Linked DNA regions of Mus musculus: region 2 is linked to region 1. A link is a contact called in public HiChIP or PLAC-seq data. All regions are on one chromosome and are shown on one strand. Each heading gives the region's core, a stretch centred on a gene start, on an enhancer-like site or on the middle of the called end of the contact. The rest is flanking DNA. Distances are from core to core; before and after follow the strand shown.

Region 1 (6,639 bases), core at 1,336-3,835:
CCCCCATGATGAACTGCACATGCAAGCATACACACATGCATTGAGACATGTCCTTAGAGGTTGGGTAGCTCAGTTATAAAATGCCAGCTTAGTATACCCAAAGCTCTGTTTCAATCCTGGGACTTCAAAAACAAACAAATAGAATGGAGTTGGACATTAGTAACTTATTTTAAATAAAACATGGAAAGTTATAAAATTGGATTTGCTGATCCTTAGACACTCTTAACCATTATTCATTTGCTTATAATTTTGACACAATCTTGCCTAGGAAGGAGATGTTACAAATTCCTTAAGTTATGAATACTTCCCAATGAGACTAAAGGGCAGGATGCTCTTGCATATTTAAAATGTCCCAGTTAAAACATGACAATAGAGTCTATTTTACGACAAAGGGTATCTAAAAACAAAAGGAGGTTATAAACTTCACTTAAACTTTAAGACTTCATTTCAGCTCAGAAAATTAAGATTCTTATTATCTAAAGTTATTCTCACACAGCATCATTATACTCACTGAATGAATGTCGCCCGCTCTGCACCTTAAGAATTCCAGATGATTTATTCCATGAAACACGTTTCTTATTATAAAGAACTCATTAATCACTTCTTCCGCATATAATGAAAACTGCTATCATGAATTTTACATTCATTGTACTCGGCAGTGACTAACCTTGGATTTCGTTTTCCAAAAAAATAAAAAAAAATAAAAAAAGGGAAATAGGAAATGCTAACAAATGGTTACAGCTCTAAAATCTGTTGAGTTCGTGGCCAACCCAGGGGTTATTGATTCTTAGAACTTATTGATCAAATTTTATAATTTACTGATTTCAGAGTCCCTGGCCATTTTGCTGACTTACGTGTGCTTTGTTAGGTTTTTGCAGTTGGGTTTTTCTGTCTACACCAGGCAATTCCATAGAGAAAAAAATGTGAAGGTCACCCACTTGTGTCCTCTTATCTTCAGGCAAAGAAACAGCCCTGGAGAGATGGTCTCTGTGAGAAAATGTTCTAAAGTCATTTCCGTTCTAGGAAAATACCGTAAGAGATAAAGTGTGTAATTGTGTGAATGAATGGTCACTATTAAGTGAATTTCATTCTCTCCAAACCAATGGTGTAGCATGTCCACTTCTCTGAATTCAACAGGAATTAGGATTCTTAGTATGTAACTTTAGTTATTATCTTATTAACTTATTTCTAACTTGAGTTTATTATGTCCTTTAATAATATATTGCATGTGACTTATACAGCAAGTCTTTTTTTTTTTTTTTTTTTTTTTTTGAGTAAAGATTGGCATTGTATGAGACATGCTGCCATTTAAGGCTGGCTCTGTCAACATCTGATTTCCTTCTATCCCACATCTCAACCAAAAATGAAAAAACGAAAACAAAACATGTTAAGGATTCACAATATACTTTTCCTCAGGCTCCATGACGGGAAAGCAAGTTCGGCGCCCTTAGGTAAACTTCCCGTCTACCTACCCAGGACCTACCCAGGCCTTTTCGATACTTACTGATCCTCGGCATAAATTGTTCCAGAAATGAGTGAGGCATGAGTCCTCAGAGAAAAGTGCCATCTACAGTAGGAAGTAAGTAAGTTCTGCGTTCAGGTCCTAAAGTGAAAATCCAGCGACACGACAGCTGACAAAAGAGTCACTGGGAGAGAAGTCAGTAGTGAAGGTGCCACTTTGGCGTCGAGATTCACCTGAGCAGATTTTTGAACAGCATCTTCTAAAGAAAACTAAACACGTGAGGGTAAATGGAGTGCTTTCTCTCTTTCTCTGCCTCTCTTCATCTGTCTCGTGTGTGTGTGTGTGTGTGTGTGTGTGTGTGTGTGTGTGTGTGTTGGCAGCTGGAAGAGATGGGGTGTACCCACAGAGCAGAGGTGTACACAAATGGGAAGCAAGGGCTCTGTGCTCCTCCTGAACTACTTTTTCCCCACTTTTCTCTTACATTTCACTGCTATCATTTTCCGACTTTTCTTTTTCTATTCAGCTGTAATCTCTTGAAGCAGCGCCTCTCAGTCTTGTGGGGCACAGGAATCACCTGGGCCTTCCAAGGGGCTGAGAGTCAGGACACTTCTGCACCCAACTCCAAAAGCAAGTGGCAGGCCTGAGATGCCACTTCTGATAGCAGCAGGAGACCACTGAATCCTGGGGGGTGGGGGTGGCAGTGGCGGGGAGCGAGGTCCAGCCCTCAGAACCAGCCAGAGAGCAGGGAAAGCCCACTGATAGATAGATAAATCACAGCTCTCCCAACAGTGCACACAGGAGTCGCCTGCGCCTTTTTACGTCATTTTTGAGGCCTACTCTCGCTCCTGCTCCCCCCAGGTGATGCTAACCGGAAAGCTGGCCCTCACCCAGGGTCCCTGACCAGCGGGGCTGGGGCAGCTCCAGCTAGCGGTAGATTGGCATGGAAGGCTGGGTTCCCCAGACCCGGCGGCGGACCCTCCGAAAATCCTCGCGGCGGCCCTGCGTAGGCAAGGGGCCGATGTCCACCCGGGGGCTCCCCCCACTGCGCCCCTGGACCTCGCTGGCCACGCATGCGCACGCCCACGACCGGCGGACTAACGGACTGCAGCTCCCCCCACCGGAAGTGGACGGCGGAGCACCGGGAGGACCAGACCGTAGCGTGGCGTCTCGCGCTTCCCTCGGCGTGCCTTGGTGCGGGCCAGAGCCACGAAGGGGATGAGGCTGCTCCTGCGCTCCGTCGCGCTGTGGCTCGCCCTGCTCGGCGCCAGCACGGCGACTGCGTCCAAGGCGGTGACCGCCCACTTGACTGCGAAGTGGCCCGAGACCCCGCTGCTGCTGGAGGCCAGGTGGGTGCCCAGGCCCGGCTAGCGCCGCGGCCGGGGAGTGGCGGCGGGCGGAGGGACCCGGCATCCCTGAGACATCCCCTCCCGCAAGATGCTGTCAGACCTCGCGATTCAGGGTCGCTCACAGTCCCATGTCCCCTCAGATCCAGTGTCCGCCCAGTCCTGACGGCAATCCGAGGCGTTCTCCCGCCTGACCCCAGCATCCGCTTAGATTTGCAGTCCTCTGGAGCGAGCCCGCGCCCCCTTAGCGTCCCGAGCCGCACACTCCATCCCCTCAGACCTAATCAGAGGCTCTCAGATAGGGTTTCATCTCGTCGTCCACCCACCCCGCGCCCCCCCACACCCATAGCACCAATGCTCTAGATGGTCCCTGGACAACTCTTGCCACTCACTCGCCCCACCTTTCCCACGCACCTACGATTTTTAAAACTTCTGTGTCCCAAGTTTATTCCTGTTCCTGCGCTCTTGTTGATGTAGAGGGCAGAATGTGGCCTTTAGTGCAAGCTCTTCTGCAAAGTTCTAGTCAGCAGATAGTGCTTTGGAGTATAATTTTGATTTATATCCAAAATTAACAGTGGAGAAGGCAGTTTCTCGGTTACACCCTCCCCCCCAAATATCTCATCCAAAGGGATTTGTTTTCCGTTCTGTTTAGTTACCTTGTAGAAAGCAGACAATCGTAATCCCGCAAGCAGAAATGGCAACTCTGCTTCTCATGGTGATACACCTTTGTAATCCCTGGGGATTACATGAGTCTGTGGCTAGTCTGAAGTTACAAAAGGGAAACTTTGTCTCAAATTTAGTTCTTTAATATTGAGCATAAGCAGTTTTGTAACTGTTTTTTATGAATTTACAAGACAACATCCCATGGTTCTACAAAACAAAGGAAAAATCCACCACTATATTGCCTTGCCTTTACTTGATGGCACACAGCGTTTATTGACTAGGAGATTCTAGCTCAAATGTATCTGCTTCCTCTTATCTACAGTGCGTCCTGGCAGTGCATGGACCGGATCCTACATTTAGTCCCAGTCAGTCAATTTTTTTATTATGTATTTATTCTCTCCTAAACTATATATCCAGACTGCAGTTTCCCCTCCCTCCCCAACCTCCCATCTCCCCTAGAACCCTATTTCCTTCAGAAAATAGCAGGCTTCTCAGGATATCAACTGAACATGGCATAGCCAGTTACAGTAACACTAGCCACAAAAGGCTGAGTGAGGCAACACAGTAAGAGGAAAGGGTCTAAGAGCAGGCAGAAGAGTCAGGGACTTCCTCTCCCAGTGTTAGGAGTCCCGCAAGAACACCAGACTATACAACCATAACATATATGCAAAAAGTCTAGTGCAGACCCACAAGGGTTTGGTGGTTGCTGCTCCAGTCTCTGTGAGCCCTTATGATCCTGCTTAGTTGATTCTGTGGGCTGTGGTGGTGGCCTCACCCCCATGACTCCTACACTTCTTCTTCCCCATCTCCTGCAGGGTTTGTTTGTTTGTTTGTTTGTTTTGTTTTGTTTGTTTGTTTTAACAGTTAGCTGTATTGTTGGTGTTTTAGTTTCATGAATTCCAGATTATCACTTCTGTAGAATGTTCCTTAAAGCTTTTGACAACCTAGTCTGAGCCAAATTTGACACCCTCTTTACTTTGTGGTAGGTTGAATGGCAACTCCCACAAAGATATGTCCACATCCTAACGCCCAAATCTGTCAATGGTCAAGTTTTTTGCAAACCTAATTGAGAATATTGGGGCATTTTTAATTAACTTAGTGGGCCCCAAGTCCAGGGTCATGACACATAAAAATACTTAAGAAGGTCATGCAAGGTTAGAGTCAGAGATTGGAGTTAAGTAGCCTCAAGTCACAGCATCTGAAGCCAATAAAACGAGCAGAGGCAAGAACAGTCTCTTCTAGAGTCTTAAAAAGTACTAAAGTACCATCCATTCACTGATTTTGGACCTGTGACATCTAGAGTCATAAGAGAATGTCTTTGTTTTTGAAGCCACCATAGTTTTGGCAACTTGTTACAACAGCACTGGGAAATTCGTGTAGATTTTGATATCGAAAATAGGATCTCAATGCAACAAGAACCCAAAACTGTGAAGTAGCTGTGAGTTTGGGCTACAAGAATTTTGAGAACTGTAGAAAAGGTCTATATCACCTTGAGGAGGCTACTAAAATAATGGTAATTCTGGTGAGGACTCTGTGAGTGTGGTAGAACTAGCTGTTGTTTTCTGGAGAATGAATAGTCTTGAATAAGATGTTGGTAAAAACATGGGTATTGAAAGTAGTTATGGGAAGGATTCAAAAGGGATGTGTTATTTATTGGAAGCAAGAGAAAGGGTGGGTCTTGATATATATCGACCGTATATACCGGCTAACGTAGGTTCAGCCACTTGTGAACACCAACTTGGACAGTTGTCCGTTACCTGAGGAGATTTTCAAGAACTATCCAGGATGCCACCTTGTAGCTCTTTGCTGCATAAGCTACAGGATGAAGAGAGAAATAAGCCATGGGAAAATGAGGCTACCCTTTGCTATTTGGAAATTTTCTCAGGCTGTTTATATTGGAAAGGATATGAAAATTAGGAAACTATCAATGTGATCTGGAGAGATGGCCAAGGCCAGGAAGGTCACTACCATTTGTTTAATGTAGGGAGGCGACTCCTGGGTCTATTCAGCCATTCAGCTGCAACTGTGGACGGTGGCAATTCCAGAATACCTACAAAACTGTCTAGAGCAGGGCTATAGTGAGAAAAATACGTATAACCAAGTGCTGTCGTATGAATGGATCATACCTTTACCTACAGCTACCCAGTGCAGGTTGGGTATCCCACATCTGATTCCCAAGTAGTTTAAAACCCAAAAATTGTTAGTGTGAACATGACTCCAAAGTGGAAAATTCTATACCTAATTCTATATCCTCTGAGCTTTCAGGGAAATGGTATGGTATAGTCTCTTGAGGGGTGAACACTTCACAGACAAGTCCTCTTTACACTTTAGCCAGCTTCAAGTTGTTGTATTAATTTCCCTCTGATGCACAAAGATTTCCTAATGAGGATTTGAGAGCTACATTAACCTGTGGGTGTAAAAATAAGATTTTAGAAGGCAGCTTGATATTATGCCCATTTAGCAAAACAATAATGGGTTCTCTCCTAGGACCTATAACATCCCCCTTGAGACGTTCTTCGCAAAGTTTATAGTACCAAACATGAGTTTCCTCCTGTCTAGTGACTCTTAAGTCCAATCAGAAAATAGTTGATTACTCTCACACATTCATGCCACTCTTGATACAATGGGCGTCCTTTTCCAGGCTGGTCGTCATTGCAGTGTGCAGACACAGACGTTAAGTGTTAAGACCATTGATGAGTTTTCTCCCCAAACGGTCTGCCGTTTGATTTCTTCATGTCTCCTGGTCTTTGGTATCTTTAGCAATAGGCTATTATATATGACTTTTACATAGTATTTATAGAGCTAATTATGTTAATGAACAATAAATGATCCCTATATTTACTATTTACCTTTAATATTCTCATTTTTTCTCACCTTAATGATATTTCATGTTGAGAGAAAAACAAATGACACATTTCTAAGTAGTTGATAATGATAAGGAAATGCCAAAAAATAATATATAGTATAATCTTTTTGACATAATTATATATATATAATTACTTCAGGTGAAAATTTCAATTCATTTTCATATTGTGTTATGGTAAATAGATATCAGTAATTTAATATTACTTTTGGAGTTCGTCATAAAATATTTTGTTCTATAGTGTAGTTTATAGCATCTAACTTATTTTTTGTTTTCATTGATGGATATTTTTAAACAGTGAATTTATG
Region 2 (6,639 bases), core at 1,925-4,424, 1.2 Mb before region 1:
AACTAGCTTATAGATTCAAATATTAGCTATTTATAAAAGGATTTAAAATAAAAAAGTAATGCCAATGAACCAATATGTTTAAAATGTGGAGTAACATCTCTCCCTTCCTCCCTCCCTCCCTCCTGTCATCTGTCTGTCTGTCTTCTTTCTTAAAGCTGTTTAATAAATGAATTAACCAAAGCATCTACCCTCCTAAGTTGCTTTAATAGCAACACTACTACCGTCCTAACTATGACCTTTTAGGCCTACAGCGTCCTCCACCCCTGGCTTGACAGCACAGCAGGGTCAAATGACCATGCAGAATCTTCAAACTGGAAGTAGCATACCCTTGAAAGGGAACAGACATTTTTCAGGGGACAGACAACTTTCAGAGGACAGACATCTTTCAGGACTCTAGTACTGTGAAGACAACATGAATCTAGATGCTTATCCCTCTATGAAGTCTTAAACAGAAAGGAACAAGCACGGTCGTTTCAGAGAAGCACACTGGGTATCCTGGGGCTCTCTTCACACAGTTACATAGATTTTTTTTTCATATAATTATTACCATGGATATTATCTGCTAATGTTTACAGAGAGTTTTACCCAGCGAATAAGGAAGCCTCTAGCATGCCTATCTGCTTAAATTCCACAGACAGGCAATAGGCATTCAACAGATGGACTGTGACACAGTCGCAAAGAATTCCAACTGCTAGCTTAATTCTTGAGGTTCCACAACACTCTCTCCCCAAGATTACCAGCACTGGTGGGTCCCACTGTGACCCTATAAGTGATTCAGATTTATGATCCACCCACCCCCGTGCTATTTTTGGAACAGCACTAAGTGTATTAGGACAATCTCCTGGCTCTGTGCTAAAAACAGACTGTTAGCAGCTCATAAAGCCAAGGTCTGTGTCCTTCAGCAGGAAGGAAAATGACATTTGGGCCTGTCTTCAAGTGTCTGCACAGTGGGTCTTTCTCTGCACAGGGTCAAAAATTCAGCAAGAGAAATTAATAAAAAGGAGGGAGGGAGGGAGGGAGGGAGGAAAGAGAGAGAGAAAGAGAGAGAGAGAGAGACAGAGAGAGAGAGAGAGAACGTGTGCAGTAGCTAACATCTCACACTGTTGAGCTCCCTGGAGTACTTTTTACTCGGTGCAGAAAATACCCACTGCCAGAGTCCTGTTAATAGTTGAGACAGATGACATCTACTTAAACCTAAGACTTCCATTAGATTGGTTCTAATATCAGTTCACAATGGGTGAATAGTCAGGCTTCAGAAACCTTGTTTTTCAGGTCCATCTACTAGGACAATAATATCCATCTCTTGGGTCCCTGACAGCATTATACTTTTTTAAAAAAATGTTTTTGAAAGTAAGCGTTGATGTCCTAGACCATAGCAGACACTTTAAGGGTAGTCCCATATGTTTTGGTCTTACATGTTATCTATTGTTTAGCTTCAAGATGAAAGAAGGTGATGGTACTCTGTGGTCTTGGTCTGATCTCCAAATTTATTTCAGTGGAGGGAAATAAGTGCTTCCTCACTTTACCTCAAAAACTAAGATAATAATTACACTTGAATCTAATGTGACACACTAAAACACAATGTCACAGGACCCATCTTAGAGTCACAGTCCTGTCCTACCTTAAAACAAACAAACAAACAAACAAACAAGAAAACAAAGAACAAGACACAGTCAAAAGAGAATTATAAAATATTTTTGTTCCTAAGAGGAAGTAAAAATAGAAATGTATTCTATGTAGCTAAACTCAGCTCAAATGTTCTTCTCCAAGGAAGACGTAAATTAAGATACTTAAATAGCTACCACTCCTGTAGAAAAAAATATCGCTATCTGTTGGGTCTTGAAAGCATCCAGAGACAGTGTTAACAATAACAGATAAGTCATTACCACTCCACAGGTAATGAAGATGATTCCTGAAAACGGCTTAGATGACCCATTGCCAAGGTTAGTAAACGAACGAATGCCACCTGGTCCTCCCGGCAGGCATCACTAAGTGATCCCAGCTTCTTTACCCCTTCAAACTTAGGCTTGGCATCAAAGAACATCTCACAACAAATTTCCAGGCAGACAGCCATCAGAAAGTGATCAGAATTCCCATGTGAGTTGAAACTGCCCCCAGACTCGGTCAAAGTTTACCTCTGAACACTTATGAAATTAAAACATATAAGGAGCTTGCCTGGTGAATAAATGAAGTCAAGGAGGCATAATTCTCATGTGAATATTTACCCTACTCACATGACTAAACTTCCCAGCCATCTCATTAGCATTCATTAGGTATAAATATCTTAACACCACTTATAAATCATTCTTATCTCTTCATTAGTAAGAGCTTCTTAAGGGTCATCCTTAGATATGATACCCTTGGCCAGCTCAAAGTGCTGTATGTCACCATAATTAATAAAACTGTATATCTTTATGAATGGTGTATAACTCAGGTTCTCCAGTAATTGGATTGAAATAAAGTCTTATCATGTGTTACTTTATATACATAACCCTCCTCCAGCCTATACGGCACCGGTCACCCGAAACGCCCCTATTTTTATGAGCAGTGTGAAGATGTACCCAGAACTGATTTCTTCAAAACAAGCACCATGAAACAAATGTCTGATTCTTTGGCCAGCGTGCACTAGCCTCAAAAACAAACAGGCCATTATATGAGGGGCAGAAAATTGAGATTACAAAGCCACTGAAAACAAGGCACATTATCAGCTGGTCTCCACTGCAGAACAAAAGTCACAAAAGCACCCCAAATACATGAAAAAGCCAAGTTTCTAAGTTTCCTGCAGCCTTCAACGGCTTAGGGTAGTCACCCCAAATAGAATACACCTTTCTGTCAGATGCAGTTTCCCTCAGGTCCTCTCATTTTGATCCACTACCAAGCTCTGATCTATTTCTGTCCCCTGCCCTTCATTTCATTGTTTTCAGACTTACCGTAGCCTGCATTTACTCAGAACAGCTACAAAAGTCACGGTGTTTAAAATGCAAGAAAACATGAACTGCAAATACTTTATGAGCCGGCTTTTAAACTTTTTGACGTCCGGCACTATGTGAATAAACTAAATATAAAAAAAAAATCACGTTGGAATTTTCCAGGCAGTCGTATGACCTCACCCTGTAAATTAGACTAAACGAGGAGGAGTTTTGAAACCACCATTATTCAATGCCATGTGAGATGTTTTTGTTGTTTTCCCCCCTTCTCAGACATTTCTAGCTTGAGGGGAGAGTAAAATCCTGTTCGCAGCATGGCCACGAGGAAGGAAGGAAGGATGGGGCTGCTCTGCAAGTTTTTGCCCTGCTATGGAAGACTCAGTGCGTGCGGAACAAGCAAGGATCCAGGCCCAAGTTCCCTGCGTTCTTTCCCCCCAGTCTTGCTGAACAGTAATGAGAGCAGAGATATGTCCCAGAGGTAAACATGGCCACTCCCAGCCCTGTCCACAGCGCATAAAGCAGTCTTGTTTCTCCTTACCTTATTTGCTGGCAAATTTAACTCTTAATTCGTGTGGCTCTCCCTTGAAAGAGGGAAGCAAGCAAGCGGGGAGAAAGCAAAGCTTATGGCTTAATGCTCAATTGCCCGTTAGTTTTAGTTTATTGATGAGACTTGATACGTCCCAGAAGCAAGCAATTAGAAGGAATTTGTTAATTAGAAGGACTCTCATATCATGATATCCTTCTCCCCGTTTCTTTGCTTGCTGCTCTTCAGCAGAGCCGTCAAACCTCCCTTCTCAAAAAGAGCAACCTGCCCTATGATCTGCTGCCCAGAAGAACAACCACAGCCACCTACCCTGGTCCCTGTCCCCTCTAACCTCGCCCTCATCTCCTTGAGGTTGACTGTTCTGCTACGTGTTTACAGCTGGAAGATTCGCCGATGGACCTTGAGACCAGGCAAGGGCATCTCTGTGGCCCAGCACCCTGAACTGCGTCTGGCACAGGCTGTCTGCCCACCTCACGATTGTTAGCTGAGAACCATCAAATGGAATTTTATAAGAAAATAAGGACCAAGACTGTTCTATCCTCCAGGGCAAACGGAAATTCACCGGATTTCAACTGCACTGGAATTTGGCGCATTCAAGCAATAGTGACTGAATCAGTTTTTCACCCCTACACGCAGTGTCCGTGGATTTCATGGGCCACAGCTGCAGACAGTCCCCTGGGGAACTCAGGGGAGGGGACCTGACTGGGTCAGTAACACAGAGCTTCTGCCAAACCTGGGGGTGGGGGTGGAGTCAACAGGCAAAATGGCGGGTTCTCCACGGAAGGCACTCGACCTCCCTCTCCTCCTCTGCTTTCATTTTCCCTCTCTCAGAAGCTTTCAGAGGATGATGTCAGTGGAAAATGACTCCACCATGCAAGCCAGTTATAGTAGCATCCCCACAGATCCGAGCTTAACTGTACTCAAACTGTCAATCAGGCAACATAAAGCAGGAAAAAAAAATAAGTCCTTCTCAATCTAAGCTCTTTTAAAGCTCTGTGGTGTCTTCAAGCCCTACCCTTAGGGCTCCAGAGACCGAGGTAATTCACGTATTACGTTCACTGGAACATACAATCCTACACCTCTGTTACACCCTGGTATCCTCCAGGACTGAAAACGGCCAGTCTCTGTGGTTGCGGACCAGCGCCAGGCCTCACACTGTGCCCTACAAAATCACATGCTCTTGGTGAACACAGCGTTTCTACAGAGGTCAGGAGTGCTAGTGCCCTTACTGCCCAGCCAAGATCCTGAAAGTGAAGCCTCCCTGAGCCAATCACAGGGCCTCATCTCTGGTGTTTCGATCCTCAATAGAGAGCTCTGGCTCCTGAACAGAGGGCATGGAAATGGCTGAGGGACGCTAAGCAATGAGCAAAGTCTATAAAGAGAGCAGACTACTGCATCCACGTACCCACTCCTCACTACATGCACAGCCTAGGGAACGGCAAAGGAAAACCCTTAGTAACTGTGCCTGGTATTCCCAAGAGCCAGTCTGTAATTGATGGTTCTGGGAAGTCTGGGAATGTAGGTGGATTGGCTCAAAATCCCACCCATTTCCTTGCAGCTAAGCCCAGGTTTGGGGAGACACCATCTCTGGTCTGTGAGTACAGGTCCAGCCTTTCCTTGGCAGCTTTGGAAGGCATCAGAAGAGTGCAGAACCAGGCAGGCAATCTCCTTTTGGAGGAACTCCATGTGTGTACACAGTAGGAGCTCATTTCCTCCTATTGGCTTTTGTTCGAGCAGTTTCCTTTGATAGAGGATGTATTCAACTCTCTGGCACGGCTGTCTATTCCAGGTATACTACTTAACTCAAGCAAGGCCTACTCCAGCTGCAGTCAGACCCAACTTGCCTACCTTAGCTTGGCCTTCCTGTCTTCTATTTTACATGAATACTTCTCTATTCACCTATCCGGGATTAACACAGAGTCAGTCAGGCTTCTCCGTCTTTGGCACACACACACACACACACACACACACACACACACATGTGCGTGTATGTATGTGTGCACGTGTGCATGTGTATGTATGCTCTTATGCATTTGTGGGTTGATCCGTAGGTGTTATTTCTGACTTCTTGATTGGCTGTCGATCATTTTCTTATGCTTCCTTTCCATGCTAACAGGACATGAAACAAACAGATTTTAATCCATATTCTCTAAAGGGAGGGACTGGGCTTTGTGAAGATGATTCAGAATGTATTTGAAAACTGTTAGTTATATTTTGATTGGGACATATTTTGAAAACCTTTCTCAAGTAAAAGCTGGAAAGATTTTAGGTACCAGGGTATTATACACTTCTGTTTTCACTCCCTCTGTTTTTGAGTTTCTTTTCCACTATTCTGCTCCTGTTTCGCCCTGTGCGTTGATCGAATGGATTCTAACCACACTTCGTTCTTTGTGCATGGTCCAAATTGTATGACCCAGAGCTCCGGCCAACACCTAACTTTCAAAAGTCTCTCTGCTATTGATGGGGGGTGGAAGTGACTTCTTCTAACACAGGCAACTAGGTCACCACATTCAGGAAGGAAGTGGGGTCTGGTTCCAGGAAGCACCTGGAAACAAGCACCCTTGCTTATTCTCTCTCTGGACAACAAAGCCATTGACCTTCCTCCAGGGCTCGAGTGCCAGAATGACTGACTGACAGATGCCACCAGAGACTTTCTTAGCTCCAGAGAAAGTCCTGCACTCATTCATTCATCTCCAAAGTTTAAATTCAGGAGTTGGGTCCTAACATGGTCTACTTACCATCTGCTTAAACAACCTAAAAACAGGCTGAGTGGAGACAGAATTAGTTTTATCTGTGCCAAAACAGCTCAAGGAATGGCCGACTATGGAGACTGTTCAAGTGCTCCATTTTCACACATGCACATTGTGAAACCCTTCAGATATAGACCCTCCTGTTTCCAAAAGCAACCACATTTCAACTATGTTAGAAATACAATGACTCCTTTAGTCCGAGATAGCATGTTTCAGGGGCTCACCATTTCCACCAAATGTAAACATACCCCAAAGCCTAGCATAAAATTCTTTTTGCATCATGTAAGGCCTTCTGCGTTCTGCTGAGAGAACAACGGGGTCTTTGTGAGGGAAAACAAGAGTTGAACTTGCAAAAATGCTTGAGTTGAAATCACTGATCATCCTAGACTGCTTGGAGGGCTGTTAGGAGTATACCCAC

Evidence for each region. HiChIP or PLAC-seq counts read pairs in DNA pulled down with a chosen protein or histone mark.
Region 2: a contact with region 1 is called in an H3K4me3 HiChIP or PLAC-seq map of forebrain, with 7 times the contacts expected there. The contact joins the enhancer-like site here to the promoter of Uggt2 in region 1. A contact is called at or near these places in 6 of 115 datasets of contacts at active chromatin or transcription factors (astrocytes, differentiating embryonic stem cells, embryonic stem cells and 3 more).

Annotation. Positions count from the first base shown.
Region 1 is chr14:119,095,380-119,102,018 of GRCm38.p6, reverse strand. It overlaps Uggt2 (UDP-glucose glycoprotein glucosyltransferase 2), which reads left to right and starts at 2,585. Exons shown (of 39, transcript NM_001081252.2): 1 at 2,585-2,808; 2 at 6,630-6,639. The coding sequence starts at 2,678. It overlaps Gm16835 (predicted gene, 16835), which reads right to left and starts at 3,054. Exons shown (of 7, transcript NR_153786.1): 1 at 1,944-3,054; 2 at 1,505-1,731; 3 at 855-987.
Region 2 is chr14:120,294,031-120,300,669 of GRCm38.p6, reverse strand. The region is part of intron 1 of Mbnl2 (muscleblind like splicing factor 2); the gene reads right to left. All of the region lies in intron 2 of Gm52122 (a long non-coding RNA gene), which reads left to right. Among named protein-coding and RNA genes, the nearest start is that of Mbnl2, 22 kb to the right of the region's middle. Within about 2 kb of position 3,174, at least 142 of the 459 cell types and tissues checked have an H3K27ac peak or open chromatin away from gene starts, as enhancers often do. A contact at or near this core is called in extraembryonic endoderm stem cells, forebrain and stem cell-derived neural progenitor cells, where this site is marked.